2 separate regions of the Triticum aestivum genome follow, and region 1 is linked to region 2. A link is a contact called in public Hi-C data. All regions are on one chromosome and are shown on one strand. The core of a region is the stretch at or near the end of the contact, and the rest is flanking DNA. Distances in the headings are between cores, read along the strand shown. Region 1 has its middle 21 kb from the start of LOC123096340. Region 2 holds the start of LOC123096339 (GDP-L-galactose phosphorylase 2).

Region 1 (6,643 bases), core at 109-2,608, 73 kb after region 2:
CCAGCATTTGCTGAGAGAAATGAACGTGGAAGGGATACCCGCGCAGGTTGCAGTCCTTCGTACGCGTAACTATCGGTCCAAAAATCACTCTACAAGCGTCAAAACTTATAGTATGATTTAGCCGGTGCTGAGCCGACTGCCGCTGCTGCCAGCAGGCTGCACGCGTAGCTATCAACCACAGGTCGACACACCCTCGATGCCACTCTTTCACTATCTGAATAATGCTCAACCATTCTCGCACACAGCAGGAATATTATTATTTTATTATTAAAAGAATTATTAATATCGATATATATCAATTACACTCCGCATCTACATCAACACGACTCAAGACATCGAGGATGCACGCTGCCACATTATTACAAAAAGGAAAAAAAGTGTAACCAGCAAAACAACATCAACAAACAACAGTAATAACCATCAATGATAAGTTGCCAACTGGACAGATCCTCCAACATACGACGCACAAGCTCTGTCATCAATGAATCTAAAGTTGAGGCTAGATCATGGGTTTTCATCTTGGAGAGGAGTCCAACTCTCTACAACGTCTTCAACATGGGAACTCAACATCAACGATGACATTGCCAGGTTCAATCAATGAAGGTTGTACCTAGAGTTTTGATGCCACTTGAGCCCCTACACTCAAAAATACACTACCTGAGCGTGCCACCGGGATCCTCCAACACCGAGGCTAAAATCCGTCGTCATGCCGCCGGAAGCAATATAACCGTCGTGCATGCAACCACACCAGTATGTAAAATCACCTCCACACAAGGACCATGAAGATGTGTCGTCATCACCATCATCGGAAAACGGAACTACGAAAATTCACCGTCGCCGCAAATGGGGAAACGAAAAGCCTCCACCACAAATCATTGTCGTGTCGTCGTCGTTGACGCCACGACTGGCTAGCTCATTGCCCTCGCAACCATTGTAACATGGCCATCGTCGACATGTCTGGGGCCACCACCCTGACATTCGATCTCCATTGATGTGTGTGTAGTTGCCGCAACGCTCCAGCCACGAGGATTCCTATAGCGCAAGGTGTTGAGCCCGGCGGCTTCTTTATGTGGCAGTGGGGCGGATGAGATCACGAAGGGGGGAGGGGGACGGCGAGGTGGTCGGGAACGATAAAGTAGGAGCGGAAGGGAATATTCCCCGTCCCTATAAGAACATCAAAACGTCATTCTCTCACTCAGACCCACAAAAACGTGCGTCCAAAAGCACCAGTCGGCGCTGCAGCATCCTCCACGCAGAAGACCGCTCGTCCAAGTATAACGAAAGCTGACAAGATAGCAGACGTGGCGGTTTCTCCAGCATGCAGTCATACGCTCCCTGTGCGGCTGCAACCGCGTCCAGCTCAAATGGGCCGGTGTGCTTTTCTGGTGTGAGGCCGCTGCTCACTCCAGTTTGGTCTCCCCGACCAAATGCATCCTTGTCACGGGAAAAACGGCACCGTGATTCACACAGGAAACATTCTTTTTCAAGGGAAGAAAAACCTGAAGACGTATCTGTTACTTTAGGACACCAACATACGAGTACACTGGCATTACAAATAATCCCCTGCATATAAGAGCAATTCCAATGGGGCGACCAATTTCGTCCGACGCCGTCCGCTTAGGTCGGCGCGGACAAAAAAAGAGGCCCAACGCGGCGACCCAAATCCAAATCGAGTCCGCTTCGCGTCTACGCCGACGCATTTGCGGCCCAAATTTGCGCCCCAAATGCGTCGGCGCGGACGTAGAACGGACGCCACGAGCGCCTTCTTGTTGTCCGCCACGGCCTCACTTGGCGGTCGTCCAACCGCCAACCACCTACCTGGTCAGCTTAATTTATGACCTCGGGCCCACACATCAGCGACGGCGGTCGTCTTTTTTTAAGCCGACCGTGCGGCGGGGCCGTCCTCATCCAGCCAACCCCCGTCCCCATCTAGCCACACTCGCTCTCCCGTCGCCGGCAAACCCTAGCCAACCCTAGCCACCCCAGCCGTGCCAAATTGGGCTCTTCTCCGGCGCCGGCAGCAGCAGTAAGGCCAAGGGCAAGTCGCCCGCCATCCCCTTTCCCCTAGAGTTTCTCCCGCCTTCGCCGGCGCCAGCTCGCCGGTCGAGGCATCGCGTCAACGTGCCGGTGTACCAGGCGGAATGGCACTGGCAGCACCGCGTGCCTCTCCCGTACCCCGACGCCACCCTGCCGCACGACTGGCACCTAGATCCGGAGAGGATCCTGGTGCCGGCTGAAGGAAATATGCCCTAGAGGCAATAATAAAGTTATTATTTACTTCCTTATATCATGATAAGTGTTTATTATTCATGCTAGAATTGTATTAACCAGAAACATAATACATGTGTGAATACATAGACAAACAGAGTGTCACTAGTATGCCTCTACTTGACTAGCTCGTTGATCAAAGATGGTTATGTTTTCTAGCCATAGACATGAGTTGTCATTTGATTAACGGGATCACATCATTAGGAGAATGATGTGATTGACTTGACCCATTCCGTTAGCTTAGCACTTGATCGTTTAGTATTCTGCTATTGCTTTCTTCATGACTTATACATGTTCCTATGACTATGAGATTATGCAACTCCCGTTTACCGGAGGAACACTTTGTGTGCTACCAAACGTCACAACGTAACTGGGTGATTATAAAGGTGCTCTACAGGTGTCTTTGAAGGTACTTGTTGGGTTGGCGTATTTCGAGATTAGGATTTGTCACTCCGATTGTCGGAGAGATATCTCTGGGCCCACTCGGTAATGCACATCACTATAAGCCTTGCAAGCATTGTAACTAATGAGTTAGTTGCAGGATGATGTATTACGGAACGAGTAAAGAGACTTGCCGGTAACGAGATTGAACTAGGTATTGAGATACCGACGATCGAATCTCGGGCAAGTAACATACCGATGACAAAGGGAACAACGTATGTTGTTATGCGGTCTGACCGATAAAGATCTTCGTAGAATATGTAGGAGCCAATATGGGCATCCAGGTTCCGCTGTTGGTTATTTACCAGAGAGGTGTCTCGGTCATGTCTACATAGTTCTCGAACCCGTAGGGTCCGCACGCTTAACGTTCGTTGACGATATAGTATTTATGAGTTATGTATGTTGGTAACCGAATGTTGTTCAGAGTTCCGGATAAGATCACGGACATGACGAGGAACTCCGGAATGGTCCAGAGATAAAGATTGATATATGGGATAATAGTGTTTGGACTCCGGAAGGGTTCTGGTATTCATCGGAAGGGGTTCTGGATGTTTCCCAAAATGTTTGGGCACGAGAACACTTTATCTGGGCCAAAGGGGAAAGCCCACGAGGTTTTTGGAAAGCGCAAAAGGAAGTTTTGCGGAGTCTAGGGGCCAGACGCCAGGGTCCCTGGCGTCCGGGTCCAGACGCCGGGAACCCTGGCGTCTGGCCCTGGAGTCCGAGAAGGACTCTTGCCTTTCGGGTGAAACCGACTTTGTGGAGGCCTTTACTCCAACTTTCGACCCCAATGCTCAACATATAAATAGAGGGGTAGGGCTAGCACCCAAGACACATCAAGAAACACCAAGCCGTGTGCCGGCAACCCCGTCCCCTCTAGTTTATCCTCTGTCATAGTTTTCATAGTGCTTAGGCGAAGCCCTGCGGAAACTGTTCTTCACCAACACCGTCACCACGCCGTCGTGCTGCCGGAACTCATCTACTACTTCGCCCGTCTTGCTGGATCAAGAAGGCGAGGACGTCATCGAGCTGAACGTGTGCAGAACTCGGGGGTGCCGTGCGTTCGGTACTTGGATCGGTCGGATCGTGAAGACGTACGACTACATCAACCGCGTTGATAAAAGCTTCCGCTTTCGGTCTACGAGGGTACGTAGACAATACTCTCCCCTCTCGTTGCTATGCATCACCATGATCTTGCGTGTGCGTAGGAAATTTTTTGAAATTACTACGTTCCCCAACAGTGGCATCTGAGCCAGGTTTTATGCGTAGATGTTATATGCACAAGTAGAATACAAGTGAGTTGTGGGCGCTACAAGTCATACTGCTTACCAGCATGTCATACTTTGGTTCGGCGGTATTGTTGGATGAAGCGGCCCGGACCGACATTACGCGTACGCTTACGCGAGACAGGTTCTACCGACGTGCTTTGCACACAGGTGGCTGGCGGGTGTCAGTTTCTCCAACTTTAGTTGAACCGAGTGTGGCTACGCCCGGTCCTTGAGAAGGTTAAAACAGCACTAACTTGACGAACTATCGTTGTGGTTTTGATGCGTAGGTAAGAACGGTTCTTGCTCAGCCCGTAGCAGCCACGTAAAACTTGCAACAACAAATTAGAGGACGTCTAACTTGTTTTTGCAGGGCATGTTGTGATGTGATATGGTCAAGACATGATGCTAAATTTTATTGTATGAGATGATCATGTTTTGTAACCGAGTTATCGGCAACTGGCAGGAGCCATATGGTTGTCGCTTTATTGTATGCAATGCAATCACCCTGTAATTGCTTTACTTTATCACTAAGCGGTAGCGATAGTCGTAGAAGCAATAGTTGGCGAGACGACAACGATGCTACGATGGAGATTAAGGTGTCGCGCCGGTGACGATGGTGATCATGACGGTGCTTCGGAGATGGAGATCACAAGCACAAGATGATGATGGACATATCATATCACTTATATTGATTGCATGTGATGTTTATCTTTTATGCATCTTATTTTGCTTAGATCGACGGTAGCATTATAAGATGATCTCTCACTAAATTTCAAGGTATAAGTGTTCTCCCTGAGTATGCACCGTTGCGAAAGTTCTTCGTGCTGAGACACCACGTGATGATCGGGTGTGATAGGCTCTACGTTCAAATACAACGGGTGCAAAACAGTTGCACACGCGGAATACTCAGGTTAAACTTGACGAGCCTAGCATATGCAGATATGGCCTCGGAACACTGAGACCGAAAGGTCGAGCGTGAATCATATAGTAGATATGATCAACATAGTGATGTTCACCATTGAAACTACTCCATCTCACGTGATGATCGGACATGGTTTAGTTGATATCGATCACGTGATCACATAGAGGATTAGAGGGATGTCTATCTAAGTGGGAGTTCTTAAGTAATATGATTAATTGAACTTTAATTTATCATGAACTTAGTCCTGGTAGTATTAGCATATCTATGTTGTAGATCAATTGCTCGCGTTTAGCTCCCCTGGTTTTTTTTGATATGTTCCTAGAGAAAACTAAGTTGAAATATGTTAGTAGCAATGATATGGATTGGATCCATGATCTGAGGATTATCCTCATTGCTGCACAGAAGAATTATGTCCTTGATGCACCACTAGGTGACAGACCGATTGCAGGAGCAACTGCAGACGTTATGAACGTTTGGCAAGCTCGATATGATGACTACTTGATAGTTTAGTGCACCATGCTTTATGGCTTAGAATCGGGGCTTCAAAGACGTTTTTTGAAACGCCAAGGAACATATAAGATGTTCAAGAGTTAAAATTAGTATTTCAGACTCATGCCCAAGTCGAAAGGTATGAGACCTTTGACAAGTACTTTGCCTACAAGATGGAGGAGAATTGCTCAGCTAGTGAGCATGTGCTCAGAATGTCTGAGTACTACAATCACTTGAATCAAGTGGGAGTTAATCTTGTAGATAAGATAGTGATTGACAGAGTTCTCTAGTCACTATCACCAAGTTACTAGAACTTCGTGATGAACTATAATATGCAAGGGATAACGGAAACGATTCCCAAGCTCTTCGTGATGCTGAAATCGACGAAGGTAGAAATCAAGAAAAATATCAAGTGTTGATGGTTGACAAGACCACTAGTTTCAAGAAAAGGGCAAAGGGAAGAAGGGGAACTTCAAGAAGAACGGCAAGCGAGTTGCTGCTCAAGTGCTTCTACTGCAAAGGGACTGGTCACTAGAAGTGGAACTGCCCTAGATACTTGGCGGATAAGAAGGATGGCATAATGAACAAAGGTATATTTGATATACATGTTATTGATGTGTACTTTACTAGTGTTTATAGCAACCCCTAGGTATTTGATACTAGTTCAGTTGCTAAGAGTAGTAACTTGAAACGGGAGTTGCAGAATGAACAGAGACTAGTTAAAGGTGAAGTGACAATGTGTGTTGGAAGTAGTTCGAAGAATTGATATGATCATCATCGCACACTCCCTATACTTTCGGGATTAGTGTTAAACCTAAATAAGTGTTATTTGGTGTTTGCGTTGAGCATGAATATGATTTGATCATGTTTATTGCAATACGGTTATTCATTTAAGTTAGAGAGTAATTGTTGTTCTGTTTACATGAATAAAACCTTCTATGGTCATACACCCAATGAAAATGGTTTGTTGGATCTCGATCGTAGTGATACACATATTCATAATATTGAAGCCAAAAGATGCAAAGTTAATAATGATAGTGCAACTTATTTGTGGCACTGCCGTTTAGGTCATATTGGTGTAAAGCGCATGAAGAAACTCCATGTTGATGGGATTTTGGAATCACTTGATGCTTGCGAACCATGCCTCTTGGGCAAGATGACAAAAGACTCCGTTCTCCGGAACAATGAAGCGAGTAACTGACTTATTGGAAATAATACATACTGATGTATGCAATCCAATGAGTGTTTAAGCTCACGG
Region 2 (6,379 bases), core at 437-2,936:
AAGAAAACTGCAGGGGAGAGAGCCCTACAGTATAGACAGGAACTTAAATTCATGTCTGTGAGTACTTGAACCTAGGTGGTGGGTTGTGCATCCACTCTCCTAACAAAATGAGCTAGGAGCCAGGTTCACTTGATTGCTAGTATTTTCTTACCTGTGCGAGGAGGAGAGAATTGAGGAAGAACTCGGTAGGGAGCTCATCATCCTGAGCAGGCTTCTTTGGGTCGGCCTTGAAAGCATAGAGGGGAAGCTTGGAAGCTACAAGTGTTTATGGAAAAAGAATGGCTAATTAGTAAAGGATGCTTAAATCTGCAACTCTGTGACAACAGAATAAAAGTTTCAGAACTTTGTTTCAGTTGTCTAATTAAAAAAAACTTTGATTAGATTAATGGGACAACGAGAAATTCATACTACTAAACTAAACATAGCTAGATATAGCAGAAGAAGCGGAAATCCAACTCGGTGCCCAAGCTCATCGCTCATCTGCTCCCGCTCAGAAAACAAATCAAAATAAATACTAGAAAAATTAAAAAAAAAATCCAAATTCCTTTTGGTTGGTAGAAAATTTGATACGTGAGGTCCGCTCTAAATTTCAATTCATTTGGACAATGTCTTTATTGCCGAGAGCTGCTCAGATGTCCAAATGAATTGAAATTTGGTGCGGACCTGACGCATCAAATTATCTACCACCCAAAAAAATGGATTTTGTATTTTTTTAGCATTTGTTTTGATTTTTTTTCTAAGAGGGGGTGCAGATGAGCCTGGGAGCAGAAACTCTGCATCCAAGAAGAAGCCCATATTCTAATTCAGTGTAATCAGTACTCCCTCTGTAAACTAATATAAGAGTGTTTAGATAGTAATCTAAACACTCTTATATATCTAAACACTCTTATATTTATGGAGGGAGTAGTATTCTAGGGTATAATCGAAGGAAATAGAAAACTTTTGCCCCAAAGGAAACAAAATAAACCTAAAAAATAGACGAATTCGAGGATAAAATGAGCTGAGCTGCACCTCCCAATATGAAAACTAGATGAAAATTGGGCATGACAGGGCATAATACGCACCAGGCAAGCAGCAATCCCCGAGGCAGTTCCTGCCGCAGCCCCCGCCTCCTTCTTCCTGGTAGTTGGACAGCACCGTCGGAACCCTCTTAATCGTCAGCTTCATCTCCATCTCCTCCTTACTGCTCTTAGAACCTCCTCTGCTGTATCTACCGTGTACCGGATTGTTGTTAACGACGACTTAGCGTGGGTTAGCACTTAGCAGTCAGCGCCGCCGCGCAATCAGAGAAGGAGGCGACCGCCGCCGGCGAGGAAGAGGAGGTCGGAGGGGCTGCCCCCGGCCGAGGGGAGTGCTCCGCGTCCTCCGTGCGGCTCCACCTGCGCAGCGGGGGCGCCGCGCGCGGGGTCCGCGGAAGCAGCCGTGATGCCCGGAGAGACAACCCGGAGGGCGGGAGGGGGGAAGGGCCGAGCGTCCCGGAAGGCTACGGAGGGCTCCAAGGGAAGGAAGTGAAACTTTCCGGCCCGGCTGCCCGCGTCCCTTCGGGGACGACGGCGGACGGCGTGGACGGCGAGGTGGCTGGTTTGTGGCCGGGCTGCGTCGGCGTGGCAGCGGAGGCGAGGGAGGGGGCGGCCTTAAATAGAGGGGGCGGGATTGGGGCAGAGCAGCGGGGGGGAGGAAGAGGAAGGTTTGTGCGGTGGACGCCGCGGCTGTGTGGCGCTGCTTTCGCCGCCCGCGATCGCGCGGCTGTTTTGCTGCCTGGATCGTCCACCGCTCGCCCTCCCACGGAACACAAGCTCCGCTGCTTGCTGACTAGGACCTATGGGGTCCGTCCCGGATGTATGCGTTGGAAACCGACGCGTAGTAGTACTCACAATTCGTATATGTCTATTCTTCTACTTTCTCTATTTTTATATATACATAAGATCTATAATAAATAACGTAGATAACACCCACACGTGTGGCATATTAGGGATCCACCCACACGCCATGTGTGGCATAATCAGAAGGCAGCCCACATGCGGCTTGTGTGGACGAACATTAGAACTGCCCACACGTGTGGGCGCAGCTACTTCGTGCCACACGTCCAACAAGTACTACTCACCCCCACTCCGCGCGTATGGCACGAAGCAAATATGCTCACCTGTCCTGGCGCAACTACGTTAGTTACCCGCGGGAGTTACCCCAGGGATGACAACTTTAGTTATCCGGGATGACAAATGTAGTTGTAAAAGCATGACAACTCTCTCTGTGTTGATTAACTATAGTTGTCATGTCTAATTTATGGTAGTTGCCGTGTGTAAGCATAGTTGCCGTGTGTGATTAACTACTTGCCACATGTGGTCAAACAATAGTTGCCATGTGTGTTAGGTAGTTGCCATGCATGGTCCAACCATAGTTGTCGTGTATGGTTATTCATAGTCGTCATGTGTGTTTGCCTGTTGCCACGTACGTGCAACTGCAGTTGCCATCTACCAACGAATCATAGTTGTCATGTGTGAGTTGCCACATACGCGCAACTGCAGGTGCCATCTATCACCGTTCGAGCGTCGTGTGGGAGAAGAGCAGTTCACCCACACGCGCGTGGACTGGGTGGTGACTGCGTGGGCGGGAACTGGTTCGCCCACACGGCGCAGCTGGCAACCGCGTGTTGCGGGTCGTGTGGGCAAGCACTCTAACGCCCACACAACATGCTATGCCTACATGGCACTGAAAATCCAACAGATCCCTTCAAGATTCGTGCAAAACATAATAGATGGAGATCAAAGCATGTAGGCGAAGTGCAGATATGCCACACGTGTGGGCATTATCATTTGAGATAATAAAAGGATAACGTTGCGTCGGACGCGCTCTACGCGTTAGATCTCTTCAGATCAAAGACACTCGTTATGCCATGTGTCCTCTCAACCCCATTACTTTGCTCCCCCAGTTTTTGTTGCAACGTTCGCGAGGGGGGAGTCCAGAATTTCACGTGAGAGAGAGAGAGCAGCGGGGGCGGTGGTTTCGGCAACCGGAGGGGCAACGCCTGAGATCAGGAGCGGCGACCCCAGGACGAATCTCCCTTCCGTGGCGACTAATGGATCCCTGCTACGTCTCCAACGTATCTATAATTTATGAAGTATTCATGCTGTTATATTATCATTCTTGTATGTTTTACAATCATTTTATAGCAACTTTATATCATTTTTTGGGACTAACCTATTGACCCAGTGCCCAGTGTCAGTTGATGTCTTTTGCTTGTTTTTTACATCGCAGGAAATCAATATCAAATGGAGTCCAAACACCGCGAAATTTTTTGTGGATTTTTTATGGACCAGAAGATATCCAGTGGGCCAGAGAAGCACCTGGGGGGTGCACCGAGGGGGGAACAACCCACCAGGGCGCGCCTGGGGGCCCAGGCGCGCCCAGGTCGGTTGTGCCCACCTCAGTGGCCTCCCACACCCCCTCTTCGCCCTATAAATTCTCAAATATTCCAAAACCCTTCGAGGTAACCCTAGATCGGAAGTTCCGCCGCCGCAAGCCTCTGTAGCCACCAAAAACCAATCGGGAGCCCGTTTTGGCACCCTGCCGGAGGGGGAGATCGTCACCGGTGGCCATCTTCATCATCCCGGCGGCCACCACGATGAGGAGGGAGTGGTCCACTGAGGGAGTCCTGGATTAGGGGGTCCCCGGGCGTCCAGGCTATGTGACATGGGCCGGACTGGTGGGCCGAGAAGATACAAGATAGAGGGCTTTTCCCCGTGTCCGGATGGGACTCTCCTTTGCGTGGATGGCAAGCTTGGCGTTCGGATATGAAGATTCCTTTCTCTGTAAACCGACTCTGTACAACCCTAGGCCCCTCTGGTGTCCATATAAACCGGAGGGTTTAGTCCGTAGAGGCAATCATAATCATACAGGCTAGACATCTAGGGTTTAGCCATTACGATCTCGAGGTAGATCAACTCTTGTAACCCCTATACTCATCAAAGTCAATCAAGCAAGAAGTAGGGTATTACCTCTATTAAGAGGGCCCGAACCTGGGTAAACATCGTGTCCCCTGCCTCCTCTTACCTTCGATCCTCAGACGCACAGTTCGGGACCCCCTACCCGAGATCTGCCGGTTTTGACACCGACATTGGTGCTTTCATTGAGAGTTCCATTGTGCCGTCGTTAGAAGGCTCGATGGCTCCATTGATCGTCTACAACAAGGCCGCCTTGAAGGAGTCTTTTCTCCCTGGCCAAATTTTCGTATTCGGCGGCTTCGCACTGCGGGCCAACTCGATTGGCCACCTGGAGCAGATCGACAGCTACGCCCCTGGTCATCAAATTAGTTTTGGAAATCTGAACTACGTCGCCGATATTCGAGGAGACTTGATCTTCGAGGGGTTCGCGACGCCGACCACCGCTCCGGCCTTAGATCCAGAGCAAACTGCTGGGTCCGAAGATGGGAGTGCCGATCCCACCAGACTCTCCATAATTACGGAGGTCACTACCTCAGATCTAGATAGGACTGTGTCATCGGTAGGCCTGGAGCCTAGCCGGACTCCCCTCATCACTGAAGGGCGGACTCGTCCCCGGATCCTAATTCCGGACTCTCGAGGGCTGCGGCAAGCAGGCGCGACCCGGAGGACTTTTCCTCATCTAGCGCCAAAAGCTCTTGTCTCCCCGTCCAACCCTTACCTTTAAGCGAGGCCCTGGACCTAATGCGATCCCTCACTATTGCAGACGAATCGCTGCCGAACTACGCCCAGCCCATGCTAGGGGCTGAAAACGGGGAATTTTACGTCCCATCCACCACCCACTTCATAGCCACTGTCGAGGATCTAGCCGACATGCTCGATTACGCCTCCGAAGACATCGACGCTATGGACAACGATGCCGGAGATGAGCGAGGCCAAAACCCGCCGTTCACCGGACGCTGGACGGCCACTTCCTCATATGACGTGTACATGGTGGACACACCCAAAGAAGACGACGGCGATGATGAGAAGGATCCAGTCGAGGACGAACCTCCTGAGATACCACCAAAGCGTCGACGTCAGCGGCGCCGCTCTAAATCGCGTCACGAAAAAGATAGCAATACTGGCACCGGAGACAATAATACTCCGAAGAACGCCGAAGACCAAGAAGCCCCCATCAAACCAGCATCCGAACAGGATGATTGGGAGGAAGGGCAAGTTAACCCTGACGAACCGGTAGGGAACGAGGACTCGGAGGATAGCAACTATCTACCAATCTCCGAAGACGATGTGAGCCTCGGCGACGAAGATTTCATCGTGCCAGAGGAACCCCTCGAACAAGAACGCTTTAAGCGCCAGCTAATCACAACTGCAAGAAGCCTCAAAAACAAGCGGCAGTAGCTCCAATCCGAACAGGATATGCTCAACGACAGATGGACTAAAGTGTTGGCAGCCGAAGAATACGGCCTTGAACGCCCAACAAAGAGCTACCCAAAGCGCAAGCTGCTACCCCAATTCGACGATGAGGCCCTGGAGCCCATACCGCCAACGCGTGACGCTGCTGACAGACCTGACCGACCACCACGTGGCCGGGACAGAGCGGCAACTCAAGCCGAACACCAGCCCACACCACCTCGCAGTGGAGGCAGAGAAGCAGCGGCTCCAGGATACACCTATGACTTCCGACAGGACCTGGAAAATAGAGCCGGACAGACCAGATCAATCTACGGATCACAGGGGCGTGCCTCAGCGCGAGAAGACGGCTATCAGGCCTGGCGCGACAAGCATAACTACACCCGGGCCGAAAACCGCATACGGACTTCATTTGAACTGTGTCGTGACGTGGCCTGGTACAGAGGCACTGCACACCCCCTATGCTTCACAGATCTCGTGAACATCGAATCATACGATGGCACAACAGATCTCGCAGTATGGATTGAAGATTTTCTTCTCCACACTCACATGGCTCACGGTGATGATCTACATGCCATCAAATACCTCCCCCTAAAACTTAAGGGACCAGCTCGGCACTGGTTAAATAGCCTCCCAGAAAACTCTATTGGAAGCTGGGAAGACTTGGAAGATGCCTATAGAGACAACTTCCAAGGCACTTATATCCGGCCTCCGGACGCCGATGACCTCAGTCACATAGTCCAGCAGCCCGGAGAGTCAGCCAAGAAATTCTGGACCAGGTTCCTAATTAAAAAGAACCAGATTGTCGACTGCCCGGACGCCGAAGCCCTAGCGGCCCTTAAACACAGCATCCGCGACAAATGGCTCACCCGACACCTCGGCCAAGAGAAGCCGAAGTCTATGGCAGCCCTTATAGCACTCATGACCCGCTTTTGCGCGGGCGAAGATAGCTGGCTAGCCCGTAGCGGCAACAGTACCAGCGACCCCGACCCTTCTGAAGCCAGAAACGGCAACGGCAGTCCCCGATG

The links. A called contact is a pair of places that touch in the nucleus more often than the background predicts.
Region 1: a Hi-C map of leaf shows a contact between it and region 2, with 2.8 times the contacts expected there. The contact joins the enhancer-like site here to the promoter of LOC123096339 in region 2. A contact is called at or near these places in 2 of 5 Hi-C or Micro-C datasets (both in leaf).

What each region holds. Positions count from the first base shown.
Region 1 is chr4D:81,368,888-81,375,530 of IWGSC CS RefSeq v2.1, forward strand. No RefSeq gene overlaps it. Among protein-coding and RNA genes, the nearest start is that of LOC123096340, 21 kb to the right of the region's middle. Within about 2 kb of position 1,359, at least 1 of the 8 cell types and tissues checked has an H3K27ac peak or open chromatin away from gene starts, as enhancers often do. A contact at or near this core is called in leaf, where this site is marked.
Region 2 is chr4D:81,295,461-81,301,839 of IWGSC CS RefSeq v2.1, forward strand. LOC123096339 (GDP-L-galactose phosphorylase 2) reads right to left here and starts at 1,687. Exons shown (of 6, transcript XM_044518042.1): 1 at 1,065-1,687; 2 at 152-255. The coding sequence starts at 1,173.